3 separate regions of the Muntiacus reevesi genome follow, and all the other regions are linked to region 1. A link is a contact called in public Hi-C data. All regions are on one chromosome and are shown on one strand. Each heading gives the region's core, a stretch centred on a gene start, on an enhancer-like site or on the middle of the called end of the contact. The rest is flanking DNA. Distances are from core to core; before and after follow the strand shown.

Evidence for each region. A called contact is a pair of places that touch in the nucleus more often than the background predicts.
Region 2: a Hi-C map of blood shows a contact between it and region 1, with 4 times the contacts expected there. The contact joins the promoter of ERCC5 here to the promoter of TPP2 in region 1. A contact is called at or near these places in 2 of 3 Hi-C or Micro-C datasets (blood and muscle).
Region 3: a contact with region 1 is called in a Hi-C map of blood, with 3 times the contacts expected there. The contact joins the promoter of TEX30 here to the promoter of TPP2 in region 1. A contact is called at or near these places in 2 of 3 Hi-C or Micro-C datasets (blood and muscle).

The regions. Positions count from the first base shown.
Region 1 is chr11:75,514,278-75,519,148 of mMunRee1.1, reverse strand. It overlaps TPP2 (tripeptidyl peptidase 2), which reads right to left and starts at 2,368. Exons shown (of 30, transcript XM_065902393.1): 1 at 2,120-2,368. The coding sequence starts at 2,284.
Region 2 is chr11:75,722,945-75,727,815 of mMunRee1.1, reverse strand. It overlaps ERCC5 (ERCC excision repair 5, endonuclease), which reads right to left and starts at 2,303. Exons shown (of 15, transcript XM_065901853.1): 1 at 1,798-2,303. The coding sequence starts at 1,885.
Region 3 is chr11:75,673,474-75,678,344 of mMunRee1.1, reverse strand. It overlaps TEX30 (testis expressed 30), which reads left to right and starts at 2,023. Exons shown (of 6, transcript XM_065902237.1): 1 at 2,023-2,142. POGLUT2 (protein O-glucosyltransferase 2) reads left to right here. Exons shown (of 10, transcript XM_065901845.1): 10 at 123-359. The coding sequence ends at 140.

The DNA.
Region 1 (4,871 bases), core at 1,119-3,618:
ATACACTGTTGTGCAAACATTTGTTGTTACATGGACACATCTAAGGGCTTCCCAGGTGGTGCTAGTGGTAAAGAACCTGCCTGCCAGAACAGGAGAGGTAAGAGATGAGAGTTCAATCCCTGGGTCGGGAAGATCTCCTGGAGGAGGGCATGGCAACTCACTCCAGTATTCTTGCCTGGAGAGTCCCATGGACAGAGGAGCCTGGTGGGCTACGGTTCATGGGGTCACAAAGAATTGGACAAGACTGAAGGGGCTGAGCACACACACACATCTAATGCACATTTATCCTTCAGAGAGCCAGCGATTTAAGATCCAGCATAAACTCCCTCAAGGTTATTTAAGCCTTGCTTAAAAACATGAGTTTCTTGAACGGTTTTCTTGAGCTCTTTTAGCAGTCACAGGTAACTAATTGTCTCAATTTTCAGAGCAGCGCGGTGGGATGAAAGTCACTGCCACTTTATAGAGGGAGGAACAGAATGACGGGATGAGCAGGTCTGGGAGATTCTACAAAAGCCTCTTTTCCCCAGACAGTACTCCTCCAAACTCTTCCAATCCCCTTATTATCCTGACAAAAGAGCCAGTGAACCACGGCCTCCAGCTGTTCTCCTCCCACTTATCCCTATAAAAAGGGAACACACACCACCCCGGAAAGAAACCATCGCTCCCCAGGAATAAAATCTCGAGGAGGTGATGGCTGTCACTGCTGTGAGTCTCCCGAGTTATTAACATGACTGGACCATTCCAGCACAGGAGGGAAGGCATCACCTGCTTCTCTTCTGAGGCTCCAGAGCTGCCCCGCAGGGTCAGGGGCAGATGAGTGGCACTCCTCCCCACTGCTTAAGAATTAAGGGGAGGAAGCAAGATACCCCCCAGAAGGGACTCTCTACAGAGCAGACTTGACAGTTTCCTCGTCCCCCTGAATTACATCCTAACTTCCCAAATGCTATCCCGCTTTTAAGAGAGCACAATCAAGGATTTAAGAGGGCAGAGGCACGTGGGAGGAAGAGAATCCCTCAACTTCAGGGTTTTAAGACATACAGGTGAAGGGCTGACACAGGGGAAGAGAACAGCAATCAGCCAGGTTAGACGTTGGAGAGATGGGACCTTGAGCAATGGTGAGGTTCTGCTGACTACTGGGTTTCCCTGCAAGTCTAAGGCTAAATTTACAAAAGCCAAACTTTGAAAACTTTAATCAGAAGGCTTTCAACAGAGATCAACGTTTTAAAAAAATTACCTTTTTCACAAGGGTACCTTGATTCAGCGATCCCAAAGGTGCCGAAGGCCAAACAAAATCGTCTTTTAAAAAATGATAAAGTACGTGGTCTTACATTTTGAGGTTGAAAAATTAAAAAGAAAGAAAGCATAATTGAATGCACCCTGGAAGAGTTCGCAAAAAAAAAAAAAAAAAAAACAACCCAAACCAACAACAAACTCAATCGGGTTCTTCTTTACGTAAAAGCCTAATAAGCCCTGCGTTGCAGCTGACCCTAAACAAGTACACTGCAGAAGACGGTTTAAAAATAGCACCCAGAAAACTACCGGAGGAAACAATTCCGGAAGTTGACTTATCTTCTTGAAACCGGCGGCTTTCGTTGTTTCGAGATTAAAAAAAAAAAAAAAATCATTCCACCCCAAATCAAATCACCCGAATGACAGTGAGAAAACACACATACACACGCACAAAAAACCCACGAAAAGTTCTGATTTGCCTCTTCTCTGAAGCCTCCCCACCACCACCACACCACCCTCCCCAGGATAATAAAATGGTAAATAACGGGCACTGGCCGCTCGGGTCCACGAGGCAGCCGCGGCGGCGGCGGAGGGCGCTGGGCTGGGCAGGAGAGAGCCCGCGGGCCCCGGGGCCAGGCGGCGCCCAGGCTGGAAGGGGCTTCCCGGAGGCAGGGGGGCGGCGATTAGCGCCCCGACCGGCCGCGCCGGGCCCCGCCGCTTTGTCTGGGCCGGGATCGGGGCCCAGCCCGGGCGCCCCGGGCTCCGCGCCTCCCAGCCCGAGGCTTCCTCCCGGCGCCCGGCTCGCCCTCGGCCGCACAGTGGGACTCCGAGGCCCGCGTCCCCCCGCCGCCCCCGACCCCCGCGCTGGGGCCCTCAGCGGCCGCCGCACCTGCATGCCCGGGGCCCCGGGGTCGACCCCCGTGTCCAGGACGGCGATGAGCACCCCTCGCCCGTCATACTCCGGGTAGCGGCACAGGAAGGCCGCGGCCCCGGTCTCCTTCTTCGGGAGGAGGCCGTGGAAGGGGAAGGGCTCCTCGGTCGCGGCGGTGGCCATGGACGCAGGCTGCAAGGCGGCGTGGAGGCAAACGGCCGGGCTGCGCGCGGACGAGCGGCGGCGCGAGGACAACCCGGGCGGCCGCGGGCCTCGGCTGGGAGAGGAGGCGCGGACGGGGTGGGCGGGGCCGGCCGCCGGCCAATCCTCGGGCCGCCAGGGAGGGCCGGCCAATCCCGCGCCTCCACGTCAGAGCCGACGGCGCTGCTCTCCGGAAGCCGAGTCCTGGAGGTACCCGGGGCCGCAGAGAAGGGGGCGGAGCCTGAGGCGTGGCCGGAGGGGTTCGGGGGCTGGAGCTCCCCCGGGGGGTCTTAAACGCGAGGGACTAGCGGGGCGGGGATTTTTTTTTTTTAGGGGGCGGGCCGGCTTCTAAGCAGAGGGTCCGCATATCCCCGCCCCAAGGGGGGATAGAGAAGGAAGTGGGGGCTTGGCGTCTGGAGAAGCGGGAAGACCCTCTCTGACAGTTGATGGTTTCTGAAAGTGCAGGTGTAATTGAATGAAACTTTGCGCTCAGCTGCGGCGGAACCCCCCGGGTGGACCCGGGGCAGAGGGAGCCCACGCGAGCTCGCTTAAACCCCTTAGGCGTGTCGGATATTGGCGAAAAGCCGGGAGATCAATTTTTTGATTTGGGAGAGTGGGAGTGATTTTTCTGATTGGGAGTTCTTTGATTCAGTGGTGGCTGGCGTTCCCCTCTCTCGAAGGTGTGTCCCTTTGAAGAATGGTGGTGGTGGTGGTGGGGACAGGCCAGGACTGCAGTCTGCAGTCAACAGGAAACGGGTTGCTGGCCATTCCATCGGCCTCTGCCGCCAATAACGAAGTAGCATCCCGAAGTGGGCCCCTCCTATCCTCCTGTCTTACCCTGGGCTTCCGGGATTTCTGAAAAACAAATTTTATTTTTTCTTCCCGTCCCCACCCCGACTCTGTCTTTAAGTTGGTGTTCCTGGTTGGTCCTCAGGGTTCTTCACTCAACTGAAAGTGAAAGTCACTCAGTCTTGTCCACTCTTTGCGAACCATGGACTGGATGTAGCCTGCCAGGCTCCTCTGTGCATGGAATTCTCCAGGCAAGAATACTGGAGTGGGTTGCCATTCCCTGCTCTGGGGGGATCTTCCTTGACCCAGGCATCGAATCTAGGTCTCCTGCATTAAAGGCGATTTCTTTACCATCTGAGCCACCAGGAAAACCCTGATAGAGCCATAATTGGCAATTTTCCTGATTAAGAGTGGCTGCTATCAATTGCTCCACGCTGCCCCAGTGGCACTTTAATGATTTTTCTGTCTGTATTCATGCCAGGGTAATCTCAGTCTTTGTGAGGATGTGCCAAGGGTGGATGCCTTTGGCAATCTGGTCAGCCTTAAGATCAGCTTCTCAGAACAATTTTAAACTCATAAAATATAGAGAATTACAAAAGAAATTATGTTGAAAGTTATCAAAATGTGAAAACCAACTTTGTTATACAGAAATAGTTTTATACATGTGTGTATGTAGTTATACATATGTTCTTTGCATAAAGTAAGCAGGAGCTAGTGCCAAATCTAATAAGCTCCCGTAATTGAACAATAGTAAAGAGCATAAATGATACTTTGAGACCTGTACTGTGACAAGAAACTGATTTTTTGGGTGACATAGGAACAAACAGTAATGCTAACACCACTCTGGTTGTTACCTACATCTATAATTGAAGGAAATACTTAACTAAAAGGTTAGTGGAAGTTAAGCTGTATTTCTCTTGTTCTACTCAAATTTTTGAACCCCTCAGATTCTATCATGGACTCCAGGTTATGAATGCATGGTGTCAAGGGAAATCCTATGTACACCAGTTTCCACTTCACGGGATTGGGGGATTCTCCATGAAGTCTCAAAAAATTACTGTACAGGCTGTGCAGTTTTTTTGAATTGATTACTTGCCCATTCATTCTACTCTATAAGGCTTAGAGAAGCACGTTCTCTTTAGTGAAGAGGAAACAGGATAGTTAAAGTTTTCCTTCCTCCTCCCAACTGTGTTTATGTTACCTCGAAAAGGACTTACAGTGATTGAGAAAGAAAAGAGAAGGACAAACTCAGAAGACATTCAAGAAAAACATATAGTGACAGAGTGGAATAGCTTCCAGGTTCAACTGTTCAACTGTTGTCCAGTCATTTCATTTTACAGATGAGGAGCAAAGATAGACAGGTTTATTGACCGCCACAGGTTACAAAATGAATTGATGAAAAAGCTGGATTTCTATTCTGTCTGTCTCTGATGTTTTCTACCACACCAGTCGAGCTCTGCTGGAATGCCACCCAATGAATGGATGGGGAATGAACTGTTCACTATGAAACCAAAGTGGGAGACTTTTTATTAGACTCCTGTAACAGTGTTTAAAAAATGTCTTCTGCTTATGTATCCCATAAAAATATTTTAGAAAGATTATGTACCCTCTTATATAGTTTTAATATAACTTAGAATTTGTCATCATACTCTCAAGGAATAAAGGATGTAATATCTGACATTTTATAAATATTGATATTCTTTAAACTTCTATGTCATTCATTTAAATGTAGCTAGTTGAATGTTACTCTTTGATACTGTTGTTGTTGTTTGACACTTAG
Region 2 (4,871 bases), core at 1,054-3,553, 210 kb before region 1:
ACGCTGTGCTTAGTCGCTCAGTCACGTCTGACTCTGTGCCACCCCATGACTGCAGACCACCAGGCTCCTCTGTCCACGGGGATTTTCCAGGCAAGAACACTGGAATGGGCTGCCATGCCCTCCTCCAGGGGATCTTCCCAACCCAGGGATTGAACCCAGGTCCCCCACATTGCAGGTGGGGCCTAAACAGTGTAATATTTTGTTAATAATAGAGTTAAGTGTATTTTTCAAATGCTAAGGTCCATAAGAGACGAAAGTTTAATTAATTCTTTATTATTTGACACGAACATTTATATTGTGTAAATAAACAAGACGCTCAGCTGAAAATGGTAAAAAGATCAAATAATTTATTTTAGGGTTTCAAGAATAAATTATGAACCTAGTATGCCAAGGGTAATTTCTTCATTAACAAATAAAATCAAAAAACTTGAATACATTTTACAAATTATGGGCTTCAATGTAAATTCATATAAATTTCTGCTAACGTTTTAAGGGTTCCTGACACTGAATACTGTTTTCATTCCTATGGATAAATATTAATAGTTCCAAGGAGAAAACCTTCAGAAAAGCAGTGGTTTAATGAACCACTAGAGGGCAGCAACTGCTCGTGTACTTTAAAAAAAACACAAACCTTTGCCACAAGGTACCAGCATAAAACTTTTAAGCCACTCTTCATTACGGATGTGGTTTAAATTACCCACATTGCAAATACATATATATAAACCTCATCGTCGTCTTGCTTTACTAAAAAAAAATTACCAGTGTTCCCCACCCCCTCTGACAGTGCATTTACCACAGCAATTACTGCAGGACTGTCTTCTCCACAGAGCATGGAGTTCTAGGCTCATATGTCCCCACTTAGGGAACTGGTGGAAGGTACCACCAGCTTCTGCAACAGAACAGACACTCAGAAAAAGAAAATAAAGATAAAAACAGAAAAAAGAATGCCTAACGAATAAAAATACTAAAATTTCAGAAACAGCTTTCATTTGTTTCAGTAACCAGGAAAAATTCTAAAGATAATACCAGCCAAACACGCACACAAACAAATCCATCACAGAGGCTGGGAGAGTAATGCACTGTACACCTTTTGAAATCTTTGCGGTGTTGTACCATACGAATTTCGTATTCCAAAAATCATAACAAAAAGCAATGTCACTGGGGAAAAAAAAAAAAAATGTAAAACACATGTACACACACGTTTTTCTTCCTCTCACAAATATAAACGGAGCAAGACTCAGGGCGGCTGGCAAAACTACTGGTAGGAAGTCGACTTTGTTTTCTCCAGGCTGACCTCCCAGCCAGAATAACATCTTCAGGATTTACAGTATTAACAGTGCCAGACACTATTTTTAAACTCCGTTCATTTAAATATTCCCTTTATTCCTCCCACCAACTCTATGTGCAGAGACTTATCACCTCCACTTCCCAGATTAAAGAACTGTAGAGAAGCGTAGAGCGCTGGGCCTAAGACTCCAAGTCAGGGAACTATGAGTGCAACGCGGGAGGAAAGCAGACACTGAGAAAGGAAGCGTCCTGAGGAAGATCCGATAGCTACTCCCCGCCACCGCCTCCCCCGCTGGCGTGAGACCCCACGGGCTAAGACCCTCATCGCACCAATGCCGCTCTGCGCCCCAGGAAAACTGTGAGCAAAAAGCCCAGGCGTCTCACGTTGATGTCTGACAGAAAACAACAAAATTCTGTAAAACAGTTATCCTTCAATTAAAAAAATAAATTAACAACAACAACCCTGGCGTCCACCGAGCATCCCCAGCGCCGACGCCGCGTAAAGGATACCCACGGCAAGGATCTTCCCCTCCAGCGTCTCCGGGCTGATTTGCCGCCCGGAGCACTCCAGCAGCTTCCAGAGCCCCTGAACTCCCATGAGGGAGCTGTATCCTCGGCGTCGCGGGCGGCTTTTCACTCCAAGTCTTCCCCGCCCGGCTGCACCGCCGCCCTGGGCCCGGGAAGAATACTCTCGGCTCCCACTCGGAAAGAAGGAAAACCAAGAGCTCGCAGCTGTCCAGGGAAAACGGCCCCGGCGAAACGGGGACGTCCCAGAAGCTGACACGGCCTCGCGGAAGAAAAATGGGACCAGAGAAAGCTGGCGACGCGGAGGGGCAAGTCCTCGTCTCCTCCAGCGCTCTGGCCCAAACGTTTGCACTCTCAGCGGACGACCAGGGTGAAGGGACGGCGCAAGCAAGATTTAACAGCCAGAAAAAGTTCCTCCGAAAACTCCAATCTTCTCAAGCTCAGGCGTTCCGCACGGGAAATGGAGCTCCTCGGATGCCGTCTAATGCGTCGCGCAGGGCGGAAGTCCCGGCTCCCCAAGATGACGTATATCCGCTGCGCAGATGCATTCCGGAAATGAGGGGGTGGTTCGGCCTCAGGGTTTACAGCGTGTTGGCCGCTTTACGTTCTCCACGCAGGCCTCCTGTTTCTGTTAAACGTGGAAACCATACGCAAAGCGTTTTCTTTCAGAAGTTACGGGTTTGTACGAGTTTTTCTAGCATCGGTTTTTTCCGAGTCTGCCGCCAGTTGTAAAAACTCAATGCTAAGTATTGTTTTTCGCGTGAGGCAATAACAGAAGGCGGAAGCTTTAAATTCAGTTCAGTCGCTTAGTCGTGTCCAACTCTGCGACCCTGTGGACTGCAGCACGCCAGGCTTCCCTGTCCATCACCACCTCCCGGAGTTTACTCAAACTCATGTCCGTTGAGTTGGTGATGCTGTCCAACCATATCATCCTCTGTCGTCCGCTTCTCCCGCCTTCAATCTTTGCCAGCATCAGGGTCTTTTCTAGTGAGTCAATTGTTCGCGCCAGGTGGCCAAAGTATTGGAGTTTCACCATCAGTCCTTCCAATGAACACCCAGGACTGACCTCCTTTAGGATGGACTGGTTGGACCTCCTTGCAGTCCAAGGGACTCTCAAGAGTCTTCTCCAACACCACAGTTCAAAAGCATCAATTCTTCAGGGCTCAGCTTTCTTTATTCTCCAACTCTCACATCCATACCTGACTACTGGGAAAACCATAGCCTTGACTAGAAGGACCTTTGTTGACAAAGTAATATCTCTGCTTTTTAATATGCTGTCTAGGTTGGGCGTAACTTTTCTTCCAAGAAGCAAATGTCTTTTACTTTCATGACTGCAGTCACCATCTGCAGTGATTTTGGAGGCGCCCCCCCCCCCAAAAAAATAGTCTGTCACTGTTTCCCCATCTATTTGCCATGAAGTTATGGGACCAGATGCCATGATCTTAGTTTTTTGAATGTTGAGTTTTAAGCCAACTTTTTCACTCTCCTCTTTCACTTTCATCAAGAGGCTCTTTAGTTCTTCGCTTTCTGCTGGGAGTGTGGTGTCATCTGCATATCTGAGGTTATTGATGCTTCTGGCAGTCTTGATTCCAGCTTGTGCTTCATCCTGTCTGATATTTCTCATGATGTACTCTGCATATAAATTAAATAAGCAGGTTGACAATATACAGCCTTGACATACTCCTTTTCCTATTTGGAACCAATCTGTTGTTCCATGTCCAGTTCTAACTGTTGCTTCCTGACCTACATATAGATTTCTCAGAAGGCAGGTTAGATGGTCTGGTATTCCCATCTCTTTAAGAATTTTCCAGTTTGTTGTGATCTGCACAGTCAAAGGCCTTGGCATAGTCAATAAAACAGAGGTAGGTGGAAGCTTTGGTTGATGTTTTTTAATTAATAAGTAGGTAGTTATCTGAAAATTTGTAGTAACCAGATAGTAATATGGTTTAAAATCTTAGCCCTTGAAGTACATTTTTCTTCAGCATTTAAGAGTTAGGCTTGTAGGTCAGAAGTAACAAGAAACTCATTGCCAGAGTAGCTCCTGTCAAGGCGGTGGATTGGACACTCAGGCTAAGATTCAAACCCCCACTGAACCACTTATGGTGTTTAGCATTGCTCAGATCAGGTTTGTTCAAAACATCTTTCTTCATCTGTAATAGGTGGGCATAGAAGCAGTCTTGCAAACTGTTTCAAGCAAGGATCATAGGTAATATTGGTGAAGTACTTAACCACCAGCAGTCAATGAATGGTAGCTTTTTCGTACCTATTGGTTCAGGCTCAGACTATTGAAATTAGATTAAAATCAGTGAAACGAATGATTCAAAAATAAGTTTTTAGCAAAACTATTTTTTTGCCCAAACATGATTCCCAGTAGCCAAGATTCCTTGACCTGTGTACTCAGTTGCTCAGTCACCTCAGACCCTGTAACCCCATGGACTGTAGCCCACCAGGCTCCTCTGTCCATGGGATTTTTCCCAGGCAACAGTACTGGAATGGGTTGCTATTTTCTGGCTTGGAATCTTCCTGAACCAGGGATCTAATCTGCATTTCCTGTGTCACATAAGTTCTTTACCCCTGCGACCTAGTTGCAACTAATTTTCTCTCAGTGCTAATCCTGATAAAGTACTTATTTGCATTTCCTACAAATGTAAAATTATATGCGTAACTTTTGTTCCTAAATGTATTTTGCAGGAATTAATATAATTACCTATTTGTCTCTCCCTCCGCCCAACAGAGTAGATTGTAAAATTACTGGAACCAACAACTGTTGACTGTTGTATACCCCACTCTTTATATTTAGCAGGAATTCTATAAATATTGTGTAAATGACCACTTTCCCAACCTCAAATCTAAATCTGCAGGGCATCTTGCACCCTATTGAATTTTCTCACAAGTCTGGCAAATGTTAGTTCAGATCCCATCAGAGCCATATTATAATCCTGAGATATGGGCTGAACTGTGTCCTCCAAAATTCAAATGTTGAAGCGCTAACCCCCAGTATCTCAGAATGTGACCGATTGGAAATTGGGCCTTCTTAAAGTTAAAATGAGGCCATTAGG
Region 3 (4,871 bases), core at 774-3,273, 160 kb before region 1:
AGCCACCAGGGAAGCCTCTTTTGTCTTTGGGGGAAAGTAATTAATAGACTAAATGTAAGCCTTCTTACTCATGGAAAACTTCTTGATGGCTCTAAATATTTTTAAATGTTTCTTAATTGCAGACCAAAGATGAACTGTGATATGCAAAATACCTTTCCTTCAAATAGTGGTGCTCTGAAGACTCTTCTTAACTGAAAAGAAGAGTGTCTTCTAAATACTAATTCCATGGACAGTATAAAAGCTGCTCTGTGATTGTCTGGATTATGAAGATCTGTTTCTTCATAATTATGCAGTATTCCCACGACGGTCATTGGAAGCACATTTTTAGAATTTTGTAATAAAATCACTTTTATTTTAAAGGCCTGTGTTGTGCTTATCATTAGCTGTGTTTGGACCATGGAGCAGTAAAAAAAAAAAAAAAAAAAAAAGGGTGTCTGAGTCCTGAACTCAGTTTGAAGCATGTCAAAAGCCATCACCTACCTAGGTACACAGTTTAAATGACAAAGCAGTAAAGTTCTGATTTATTTACACTATTATTTCAGATAGTCATTCACAGCCAAACTGAATACTAATTAATACACCTTGCAAGGTTTTTTGTAATCTGGCCTCTGCCTGAATCCATCACAAATGGATTTTATTTAACATGTATTTATTAAGCACCTAATATGTGCCAGGCATTGTATTACGTTCTACAAATACAATAGTGGACAGTCTCTATCTCTTCTGAAAGAAGAGTTAAATAAACAAGTAAAAATAAACAAATAAGCAGGGCAATTATGGATTGATTAAAAAAAACAGTTATTACAGAGAGAAAGTGGGCTTAGTGGTGGTGGCTACTTTAGATTGGAGATCAAAGATGCTACTGACTTCTCACTGTTAAGCAAAATATTTGTTATGGTTAATGATAAACAACCACTGCTAAAATATGAAATTTCCAATTATTAAAAGGAAGCACATTAAAATTTTATTAAATGCTTTTCAGACATCTATTTACATATTCATGTTTTATGGTGATTTATTCTGTTACATTAATCCATGATGAACTACATTAACACTGTTCTCATTTTGAAACATTATAGAGCCTCCATAAAAACTTAATACATCCAATTATGTATTATTTTAATCCATGGATGGAATAACCATGCTAATATTTGGCTAAATCTGGCCCACCACTTGTTCTTGTACAGCCTGCAAGTTAAGGATGATTTAAAATTTTTTAAATGGTTGAAAAAAGAAAGGAATAATAATAACGACATGTAAAATTTATCTGAAATTGAAGATTTGGTGTCCATAGTTTTCTATGAGTTTCCTATTGCTGCTGTGACAAAGTATTAATACCACAAATTTAGTGGTTTAAAAACAATAGGAATTCAATCTCATGGTTCTGGATTTTAGAGTCAGAAATCAGTGTTTATGGGATAATGGCGATGTATTTGGAGGGTTGGTTTCTTCCTGAGGCTCTTGAGGGCAGAATGCCTCTTCTGGCTCCTAGGGGTGCGTTTCTTAATGTTTCTTGTCTTGTGGCCTCTTCACCTTCCCAACCAGCAGCTCAGCATCTTTCAAATCTCTGTTATCACACTGCCTTCTCTCTGAATGTTGCAGCACTTTTATAACAAGTCAAATGGTGGCAAGCATCCAAATAGCCATCCACCAGTGAACGGATAAACAAAATGTGGTTGATCCGTAAAACTGAATACTACTCAGCAATGAAAAGAAACGAGTTAAAAGCAACAAAGTCCTATTAGATATGGCACAATATGGGCGGAATCTTCTTTTTCTGATCACGCGGCATGCGGTGTCTCAGTTTTATGGCCGGTGCAACTGCTGGAAGGGAATGGCTGGGACGCCGAAGGATCCTGAGAGAGGAAGTCGGCGGAGAGGCTGCGAGGGGAGGCGGCCCGGCAGCCCCCGCTGGGGTGGGCAGCAGACGCCGCCACAGCACCGGCGGCCGGGGCGGGAAAACTCCCGCTCCCAGCCTGCCCCGCGCGCCGGCTCGCGCGCCTGAGGGGCGGGGCGTGCGCGCGCCTGCGCTGTAGCGGGACGCGCTGGCGGCCGCGGCGAGGCGGTCCCTTCGAGTGTGGTAGTTCGCTCCCTGAAGGGAGTGAGGACGGTTAGGTGCTGCCGGCCACTTCCCCGTCTCTGGTAAGTGCGGCGGCTGTGGCGGAGGCGGCGGCAGTGGTCGGGGCTGCTGCTTGGGAACGGCTTCCGAGGGCTTTGCGCGGCCCCGCCAGCGGCGTTTCGGGCTCGCGGCCGTCGCCCCTCGGGGGCTGTTGGGCGGCTTGGTGAGGCGTGAGGCGTCGGTTAGGCCCCGCGGGCCGCGGCCGCTGGGGCTTCGGCCGGCCGGTCGGGAGGCTCCGAGAAGGAACGGTGCGGGCGGGGCGAGCCGGGCACCGGCGGCCTCCGAGCGGGGAGGGTGTCCCGGGCGCCGGCCACCGTGCAGCCCCGACGGGCGGAATCAGCCGGACCTTGGGCGCCTTTGGGTCCCCAACCCCGGGAAGCCTGGCCTCGAGTTTCTGCCCTTGTTCCGTTTTTGTCGACGCGGCTCGGACCCGCGACCCCCCTGGAGGACTTGAAGTCTGACTGTTGCCGTTGCGTTTGCCTCTTGATTTCCAACGTTCCGCCCGGACGAGGCGGATAACGCACGAACATTTTTTTCCAACTGCAAGTTAAGGGGTGGTGGCATCCGATCATCCGGCTTCGGATGTGGTCTCTGTCGCATCCTGACGACGGTAGTCACACAAATCACTCTTGAAAACGCCCACAAGCGTGGGCACGCGGGTCCAGACGGTGAACCGTCGCAGCTTCTCTCCGAAATTGGTGGCGTTTGCTGCCTTTGAAGACACCGAGGCGGAGCCAGGCTCCAACCCCGCCGCCCCTTCTGACCCGCTAAACCCAAGATTTATAAGCTGGAGCAGGTCGGGATTAGATCCTGGTGCCGGCTCACTGTTGCCCCTGTAGTCCAGCACATGTGTGCTCTGTTGGCAAGGACAGACCGTCTGTCATGCATGACAGTGGCGTTTGCCAGGAAAAAAAACAAAACAAAAAAACCCACGAACACCCCACTTGTTGAGGGATAGTAGAGCATTCTAGGTTAAGAGAGTGGGTTGAGGACGTGTATCTAGTTTTACTCCCTGAAATCTCACTAAAAGTACTGTAAAGGGATTTTCAAAAAGACACAAACCCACAGAGCTGAAGAAAATGGGAAAGAAATAATAGCAGTAAAATACTGGGCTCCAGAAAGCAAGTGTCGTAGCAGATTAGCTGAATTTCTAAACCAGCAGAGGGAAAGCTGTGGAACAATTTTATATATATATAAAGAAAATCTTCAAAATGTGCAGAAACTGGCAGCACGGGACACTTATGGGAGCTGGCAATGAAAGGAATGGTGCTGGGGATGGATGCGGAGGACTCAAAAGACCACTTAGGTGAAGTCTGTCTGAGAAGTCATTAGCTAGCAAGCTCTGCTTCCCCGTTTCACACTGGTAGGATACTGCTGCTCTCCCACCAGGAGACTGGAGGCTCTTCTCTTGAGAACATAAAACGGGATCTTTGAACCTGGGGACCCCAGGCACAATTATGAGGCTACATTTATGAAAACAGACAGTGAAGGCTGAAGCCCTTCATCCTCCTCCAGTTTAAATCCCAGAACTTTTTGCAGCCGGTCTAATACCTTTGAGGCTCTATATGAGAATTGTACACACACATACATGTAAAGGGAAGGATCTGTACAGTAAATTAGTCACAGTGATGGCTTCTGAGAAGGGAAAGGAACTTTGTGGCTGAGGGAAAAAATGTGAAGAGACTTAATTATTCACACATTTTTATTCTCTTAAAATAATGTACCATGTGCATATATTGCCTATTCAAAAATGAAATGTATTTCTTAAATGCAAATGAATACACCCTTTGAGACAAGAATTTATAGATATGTCTACACATGTGAAAAATAATGTTAAGTACAGTGCCACTCATTGCAATATTGCTTTAGCCAAAGATTGGAAACAGTCTCAATTTTCATTAATAGATGGTTGGTAAAATAAATTTTGTACAGCCCTCCCTTGGAATATTTTGTAGTCATAAAAAAACAATGAAATAAGCTCATTGTATAAAAAAAGAGTAATCACAAAGATATATGTTGGGGAGGAGGTTCAGAAAAAATATATCACTAGTTTTATAAAAAAGATGTGTGTATGTATATATGTATATAAAATATCTGAAAGATAAGCAGAATATTGATTGCCTTTGAAGAGGGGTTCTGGATGGTAAGACAAAAGTGGAATTAGGGAGAGACTTTTCAATGTATATTTTTGTACCTTTTGAACATGTTACTCAGTGAATAAATTAGTAAATGTTAATAGGAAAAAGATTGATGAAGATCCTGATGTTAAGCATATCCTGAAAAATAAAAGATCTCTTACTACAGGAAAGAATACTGCGTAACAATCCTGAAATCTTAGTGGCTCACAGCATTTCATGCCCTTGATTCTTCAGGTAGACATTTCATGGTTCTTCAGTGGTTTAGATGTTGATTGGACTAGGCTGGACTCCAGACTTCAGTTTTGAGTTCAGATCTGCTCCATGTATCTTCATTGTGGAACCCAGGCTGAAAAAGCAAAAATACGTGGAGTGTACTTTTCTTGGGGCTGAAGGTGAGAGTTTAAGAGCACTTCTGAAAATTTGCCATGCTTCAGCTCAGAAGTGACACATTGAAACATCTTTTGGTTAAAGCAAGTCACATAGTCAAGCCCAAAGGCAATAATGTGGAGATTTACATTCTGTCTACTGGGAGGTTTCTGCAGTCTCAGGACAAAGGATGTGGATGTATGCTTCTGTTGCAGGGTAGAAGGAAGAGTTGGGACCAGTAAAGATGA